2 separate regions of the Sus scrofa genome follow, and region 2 is linked to region 1. The links are chromatin contacts, called in public Hi-C maps. All regions are on one chromosome and are shown on one strand. Each heading gives the region's core, a stretch centred on a gene start, on an enhancer-like site or on the middle of the called end of the contact. The rest is flanking DNA. Distances are from core to core; before and after follow the strand shown.

Region 1 (4,285 bases), core at 1,351-3,850:
TGATCACCTAATGCAACATCTCTCTCTCTTTTTTTTTTTTCCTTCTCTTTTTGTCTTTTCTAGGGCCACACCCATGGCATATGGAGGTTTCCAGGCTAGGGGTCTAATTGGAGCTGTAGCCGCCAGCTTACGCCAGAGCCACAGCAATGCGGGATCCGAGCCCAGTCTGCGACCTACACCACAGCTCATGGCAACGCTAGATCCTTAACCCACTGAGCAAGGCCAGGGATCAAACACACAACATCCTAGTTAGATTCGTTAACCGCTGAGCCGTGACGGGAACTCCAAATGCAACATTTCTTAAACACTTAATATAAAAGAACCAGTTGTCACTGTAGGACAACATCTCACTCCTCTCTGACCTCGACAGCCAATTAACTTGCAATTCCTTTCTCAACCCTCCTAGCACTTAAAAAGGGGGGGGGTTACAATTATTTGACCACCTCTAAGCTGCGTGTAGCTAAATAATGTAATTTAAACCACCTCATAGATCACATACCTCAGCCAAGGCAATTTCAGCCCCCTGCTCAATGGTAAGTCTCAAACCCTATTTCAGCATTCAGTTACTTGCTCTCTGACCCCTTTTCCTCCTTGCCCTATTTGAATAAATACTGTATTAAAATTTACCTTCCAAGTGATTTTGGTTTTGAGCCCTTTCCCTCCTTTCATCATTAACTATAGAGAAAAGAACTGGATACAGATGTCTGAATCCAATTCACAATGAGGACAGCCACCGGTTCTTGGCCAAACTATTTCTACTTGGGTTTGCTAAAATTACAAAGCAAAGTTTGCTATTACGCTGAGGTTCCTCATCTGCATCTGTCTCCTCACCACAGCTGCTTTATGCTCATGCCTTGAAAGATCCCAGGTAATGAAATAGCTATTCAGATTACAAAAGTTTTTCAAACCCAGACACTGCCAACTCCACTGAGTGTTTTATACATCTCACTTACACACTAAAATCTAGGCTAACACACACACTTCAGCTACTAGGGTTCAAGGGAACAAAACTCTCTAAGAACAATGAGAAAAAAAGCAAATTGAGGAATCTTTTAAGTGGCCTGAGTGGTCTCTAATGCAATGCTGAATAATGATTGTCTCCAAGTTACTCTGAGAAGTGCCATACTGTTAACAATTTGGACTAAAGGAATAACATATGGCTATAAATGCAAATGAATTGATTACCCTATTATACACAACAGAGACCACAAAAATTCCAAATGTTTGCTTTAACTGAAAATTTAAGGCACCTACCTGTTACTTCTGGCAAAAGCGGGAAGCTGAAGCACTATGTACACAGGAAACACTTTGGTAACTTCCTGGGTAGCAAAGGGTAATTCAGGTGGGAATGAAAACAAGTTCTAACATCCCAATTTTCAGCAAGCACTGCCGCAGACTTCATTAAATGAGTTTCCGTTCTCAAAACAGTTCATAATTAAAAGGTACTATCTCCACTCCATATCCCCAGGTATCTACATACTAAAACTTGCTCTCTTCCTTCCCCACTGACTCTTCCCCTTGCCCCTTCTAGATCATGGATTCTTGGGATTTAAAGGGTCAATAAATTCTCTGAAGGTGTAAGCAAAACCGAGTGCCTGAGTGAATATGCATTTTTCTAGAGAGATGGGTCTACCACTAACATATATTCAAAGAGGAAGGGTTTCAGAAGAGGCTAATAGCAGAATGGATGAATTAATGAATGAATAAGTGAAACTTAAGTTCTTGTAGATGAATCTGCCCTCTCCCCCCTCCCCACCCACCCAATTTATGCCATTCAGGTCATCAAGGCAGAACTTTTCAGGACACAACTAAGTTTAAACAAGGTTTTATCCTTAAAAGGAGTCCGAAGACCTGGGTTCTAGTCTCAGCTCTGTCACGAAACATAAATCATTTAACCTAAACCTCGAGTTCCTCAACTGTAAAATAAACGTTGGATCCTTCCGCCACGCGCGATTCGGTTCATCCTGCGCCAGAAGCCGGCTGGCCACCTCACCTGGCGGGGACCGCGTCACTCTCCGCAGATCCCAGGGTCAATGATCCCCTCAATTCCTCTGCCCGCCGAGAAAAGGCCTCGCCTCGGGAGAAACCCAACTGCCCCCTGTAGAGACCCTTGTCCAAGCCCTTGGCGTCCCATCACCTGGGCTGCCCACTCACCTGCCCGGAAACGCTCACCGGCTGCAGCTGTGCGCACCCACTGCTACAAGAGCCCGGCTCCGGCTCCCACCGCCAAGTCCAGCTCAGCTCTCAGCCGATTGGTCAGCGCCTTTGTGCGTCACGCCACAGCGCCGTCCGATAACCAATTAAAGAGCGCCCACCCCTGAGAGAGAGCGGAAGCAAGACACTCAGAGAGGCTGCGCCGCCATCTTGGAACAGGGCAAGACAGCGGTCCTTCGCTCTTTAAAAATTAACAGATCCTCGGAATACACGTTTTTCCAAGCTCACCGCCAAATGTTTATACTTCAGGAAAGACCTGTGCTGCCAGACTGTTTCCTAGGTGAAGTCAGCACGCCTCAGGGGTTCGTCCTACTCCATTAAGGCGGCCGCTCGCCTAAGCGGAAAGTCCCTCTCATCGCCTTAGTTACCGAGAAGCGAGAACAATGACGTATGGCCCCGGAAGAAGGCGTGTTTCCTCGTGAAGGGGCCCGAAGCTGGCCGGAAAGAGACGTTAGCACGCGGGAGGGGCAGGGCGGAGAGAGTTTAGGAACGCATGCGCACGAGATTCCTGTTAGTTCCTCTGGTAAAGTGAGCTTCATCAAATTGCAGGGTTTCCTTCCTTCCCAATGTCCGGTTACTTCGTCTCTGAGGAGCCCGACACTCGTGCACAGTTCCTCTCAGTCCCTGTTATACTTTCATGTGAAGGTCAGTAACTGGAAACTGGTCCTATTCGAGCATTTTAAGAGACTAACAAAACTCCTAATACATTGAGCTTAACTTTCTACATCTACCACTTCTGTTTTACACCTTATAAGTAGCAAAACCAAGCGCATTTATTAATCTGACCTAGAGATGTAGCCACTTTGTGTCACGTAAAAATAAGCAAAATTATATAAACTTGAAAGTATGCTTAGAACATATCAAAGCGTCCGAGAATTACCATTAATTAGATCAACCCTTAGTACGAAGCGTTGTTGTTGTTTTTCTGCTTTTTAGCGCTGCAACTGCGACATATGGAAGTTCCCAGGCTAGGAGTCGAATTGGAGCTATAGCCACAGCAACCAGGTATCCGAGCCTTTTCTGCAACCTGCACTACAGCTCAGGGCAGCACCGGATCCTTAACCCACTGAGTGAGGCCAGTGATCAAACCTATGTTCTCATAGACAGTCAGATTATTTTCCACAGAGCCATGACAGGAACTAACCCCCCCCCTTTTTTTCTTTTTCTCGTTCTGGAACTTCCCAGGGTAGAGATGGATCTCATGCCTCCGCAGTGACCCAAGCCACAGCAGAACTCTGAATCCTTAACCCACTGAGCCACAGGGGACCTCCAGTACAAAGTTTAAAATGACTAACATCATGGAAATTGGTTTTAAGTCGATGTGCTGTGAAACTTACAGGTAATATAAGAACTTGAATAATGATTCAGTTTTGCTGAATAAATTTGCAGTTTTCATGTTCCTAAAACATTTCATTAGAGTAATGTTAGGGTTTTTTAAATAATTAAACTAGTAGAAGTTTAGGAAGTTCAAATCAATTATTCTCTCAGTAAGGAAACGAACTTGATTAAAACACACAATTGTATTATATTTTACAGTGAAAAAATACTTAGTTGAGGTTTTTTGTTTTGTTTTTTAGCCAAACATTAAAAGAATATCATTTGCCTAAGATCTGGTTTAGTTATTTGAAAATGGATTTCTTCTATACTAGAAATTTCTGTAAGAAGGATTTTTTTTTTAATCTTGCACATTTAAAAGTTTATTTTTTGAATTTTAGGACTAGATTTATGTGAGTGTGTAGTCATCTTGATAAGTGTTGGGAAGGAAGAAATTTTTCTTTCCTTCTAGGTTCTTCTGGCTGGCCTAAGAATTAAATTAACGTGAATAGAGAAAATTAAACAAAAAACTTAACATGTACATGGGAGAGACTCAGGAAAATCAATGTCCCCAAATGTTTGAAGGAAAATCAATGTCCCCAAATGTTTGAAGCCTTCACACTAAATACATTCTCAGAGTTCCTGCTGTGGCTCAGCAGGTTTAGAACCTGACATAGTGTCAGTGAGGATTCAGGTTCAATCCCTGGCCTCACTTAGTGGGTTAAAGATCCAGTGTTGCTGCAAGCTGTGGTATAGG
Region 2 (3,664 bases), core at 198-2,697, 51 kb before region 1:
AGCTTAGAAATCATTACGCAGGATTGGAAAGTAGAATCTCAAATCTAAATATATGGTTTTACTGAGCTTGGTTGTTTCTTCGGGATTTTGCTGTTTTGGTTTTAGATTTATACTTTCCTGGACACAAAAACACATACTTGGTATGGACTGGCTTGAAGGAAAGGCTATCTAGGATTACCTGAATGAAACAGTATTAGAATTCTGCCAAAAACAAAAAAAACAAAAAACAAAAAACTGGAAGATAATCTAAAATTAGTCATTTAAAATTTCCTGATATCTTTACTATCTTGGCTTGAGTTTTTTAAAACGACTCCCTTCTAGGAAATGTGTGGTGACTGTGAGTTAAAGATCCAGCATTGTCACTGCTGTGCTTACAGCAGTGGCCGCGGGTTCCATCCCTGGCCCAGGAACTTCCTCAAGCTGCGGATGCCACCAAAAAGTAAAAAAAAAAAAACAAACAAACAAAAATATAAACGACTCCGTTCTATCCATTAATCATCTGGACCCCTGATGCTCAAACCAGACTACAGTGATCAACTGATGACTAATGGTTGGGTGGCTTGGTCAACAAGAAACTGGTGGAAAAGAGAAACATCTCATCCTGAATCCTTTAGATTCTGACTGTCCCTTCAGGGCTCGGTGAGGAAGGGGAGTCCTGGGCAGGAACGCGCTGCACCGGGGCTGGGCGCTGGGCACGTGGGCGGACACACGGTCAGAACTCACCCCTACCGACAACTCTTCACAGCTGTGCATCTCACTGGGCGTCAAGCTCCATCAAAACTGGGATATGGAGAAAATGGGCAACAAAAGGAAAATGTCGAGCAGAAGGTTGCAAAATGGGTAGTTCTTGCTCCGGAAATGCTCCCTACATGTTGTTTGTGCAACATTCCACGAAGAACGGGCCACAGAGGTGCTCAGAGGATGCTAGGAGGTTCGGCCACCTGGCACTCAGGACTGAAAGAAACGCTGGTGAAAATAATGAGGCGCGTTCATCGTGAACCCTAAGCGGAAACCCTGCAGCTCGGGCCGCGCCGGGACCCCCCGGGCACGTGGACGGCACCGCAAGCCGGCCGGGGCTGCGCGCCGCCGGGGACCGAGCTCGCGCAGGGCTGCAGCTGCCCCGGGGCGGCGCGGGGGAACCCTCGCGGGGGTGGCCGTGTCGGCCGGGCGCGGGGTCAGGGGCGGCTCCTCCCGGCCCGGCCCCGCCCGACTGACCTGTGACGCTGGCCCGGGTGACGCGCTGCACCACGGCCTTCATGGCGGCGGCTGGGGCGAGCGGGGCGGCGCCGGACGGCTTCCGGCCTCGAGACTCTCCAGGCGGCGCGGCGACAGACGCCCTCTGCGGGTGACACCAGGAAGTGCGCGGGCGGCCCTGCAGGACCCGCTAGTCGGCAGCTCGCCCACGTCGGCCACGCCCACCCACAGGTTGTTCCCGCCGGCGTCGGTCACGCCCACCTGAGCCCTAAGTATAGCCCCGCCCCCGTCATAGGCCCCACCCATTCTCGATCCTGCCCCACCCACAGCTGAGCCACGCCCCAACGCTGGGATCCAGCAACCCCCTTCCCAGTCCCCACCCCCAGCCACACTCACAGGTGCCCTGACAGCAGTTTCTGCACCTGTTTCTTCTCACATCTCGGGCCTAAGAACCAGTCGTAACTAAATCCCAGCTTTGTTGTCCAGACTCCTAATCCTAATTGTGTTTCTCTTTTCATTTTCCACCCCTCAGGCCCCAGACCCTCCCAAATTCTTTTTCCCTTGTCTTCCTGTCTCAGTGGTTCCTCAGAAGCCAGATAGAAGAGGATCTACTGCCTAAAGCAGCCATTTAAGTGTTTCCGTATTCACTTGACTTAGCCATGTCAGGACACTGCAGATACATGACTATGTTACTCTAATCCCTTCTCTAATACTGATGCTTAGTCTCTCTCACAGGATCGTTAAAAGATTTGAATAAAATATACAAGTGCTTAGAAGCTGAAAGGACTGTACAAGTATTACCCTGACAAATTAGTATCACTGATAAAAACAAGCCCCTCTCATGTGTCCCCTTACAGTGTAACAGTACTTGTGGGTGTAGAGTGATGGGGTTTGGAAACAAAATTGGGTCTGCTTGCCCATGTGTAGTAAAGCCGATCTACTGATACCAGGTTGTGGTGAGGGAACGTGCAGTGTTGACTGTAATGGCGCCCTACTAGGAGAACAGGTGTCTCATGCTCAATAACTCCAAACTCCCAGAAAGGTTTCAACCAGGTGGTGGGGAGGGGGGTCACAGGGCATGTGATCAGCTCATGCACAGTTCTCTAGCTGATGGTGAGGAAACAGGGCACCATCACAGGTAACATTATCAATCCTTGGAGTTCCCATCATGGCTCAGCGGTTAACGAACCCGACTAGCATCCATGAGGACTTGGTTTTGATCCCAGGGCCCGATCAGTGGGTTAAGGATCTGGCATTGCCATGAGCTGTGCTGTAGGCTGGCAGCTACAGCTCCAAATGGACCCCTAGCCTGGGAACCTCCATGTGCCTCGGTGTGGCCCTAAAAGACAGACACACAGACAGACACAAACACACACACAATTATCAATCCTTAGGTGCTAGTATGTCTGGAGGCTACTTGCTCAGGATGATCAAGTATTTAATTTCTTCCATTTGGTGGGGGTTTTAGCATCTGTAAAACAACTCAGAAATGTTTATCAGATACTATTATCTGGGTACTATGGGATGAGGGGAGGGCTGTCACAGGAAGGCCCCACAGGGCCCCCCCAGGTTATAAGGACTCTCTACCCCATATATGGCAACTCAGCATATTGAATATGTTTGAGTTTAAGGACTTTGAGAAAACAGCAGAAGCAGGAAAGTCACTCTGATGTCCCCTTACCCACTTGGGTCCTTGGACTGTTGAATCGGTAGGCATTGAAGCCAGGCATTCCCTTTGTGGCTCAGCAGAAACGAATGACTAGCATCCATGAGGACACAGGTTCAATCCCTTGCCTCACTCAGTAGGTTAAGGATCCGGCGTTGCTGTGGCTGTGGTGTATGCCAGCAGTTGCAGCTCCGATTTGACCCCTAGCCTGGGAATCTCCATATCCTGCAGGTGCGGCCCTGAAAAAAAAAAAAAAAAAATTGAGACCAGATGAGAATCCCAGGAATGGCTTCAAGGGGAATCCATGCAGCAGGAGAGGAAAGACAAAAATAGGTACTCTTGCTTGCTTTCCCAGGAGCTCAGGCTGATTCCTTAAGTGGGCTGAGGGTGGGAACAGATTAGTTCTTTGGGACAGAGGGGTGACTTAGGTGATCTGCCAGCCCCCTTGGTGGTGCTGTGTGCAGGGCTCATGCCCAGTATCCTGCTTTGCTCCTGGCAGCTCAGAAGCGGCAGTTGGGTTTTGGCCTTTTTATATCTTACTGTTCATCATTTGCCCCAATGTAGTGCATGTGTGCAGTTATTTTTAGTCCCTTATGACTTATTTGTATTTTGTTGCTCGAGGAGGTATTTGTCCAGGTGCAAGCACTCAGGTAGAGGGTTCCAGGTCCAAACCTATCACACTTCTAAGGAACATTAACCAGAAATATTCTAACATTTCTGTCTCCAGTGCCCAAATAATCCCTGTCCTCTATTTTCCTCAAACAAGCTTTATCATCCTACTTGATTTTTCATTAACAAGTTGAT

The links. A called contact is a pair of places that touch in the nucleus more often than the background predicts.
Region 2: a Hi-C map of liver shows a contact between it and region 1, with 3 times the contacts expected there. The contact joins the promoter of DTD1 here to the promoter of SEC23B in region 1. A contact is called at or near these places in 1 of 5 promoter capture datasets (liver), 9 of 47 Hi-C or Micro-C datasets (alveolar macrophages, brain, differentiating spermatogonia and 5 more) and 2 of 2 datasets of contacts at active chromatin or transcription factors (alveolar macrophages and skeletal muscle).

Annotation. Positions count from the first base shown.
Region 1 is chr17:26,758,363-26,762,647 of Sscrofa11.1, reverse strand. It overlaps SEC23B (Sec23 homolog B, coat complex II component), which reads right to left and starts at 2,600. Exons shown (of 20, transcript NM_001267832.1): 1 at 2,155-2,600. It overlaps LOC102163552 (a long non-coding RNA gene), which reads left to right and starts at 2,704. Exons shown (of 3, transcript XR_308679.3): 1 at 2,704-2,859; 2 at 3,400-3,553.
Region 2 is chr17:26,808,922-26,812,585 of Sscrofa11.1, reverse strand. DTD1 (D-tyrosyl-tRNA(Tyr) deacylase 1) reads right to left here and starts at 1,447. Exons shown (of 6, transcript XM_003134277.6): 1 at 1,216-1,447. The coding sequence starts at 1,258.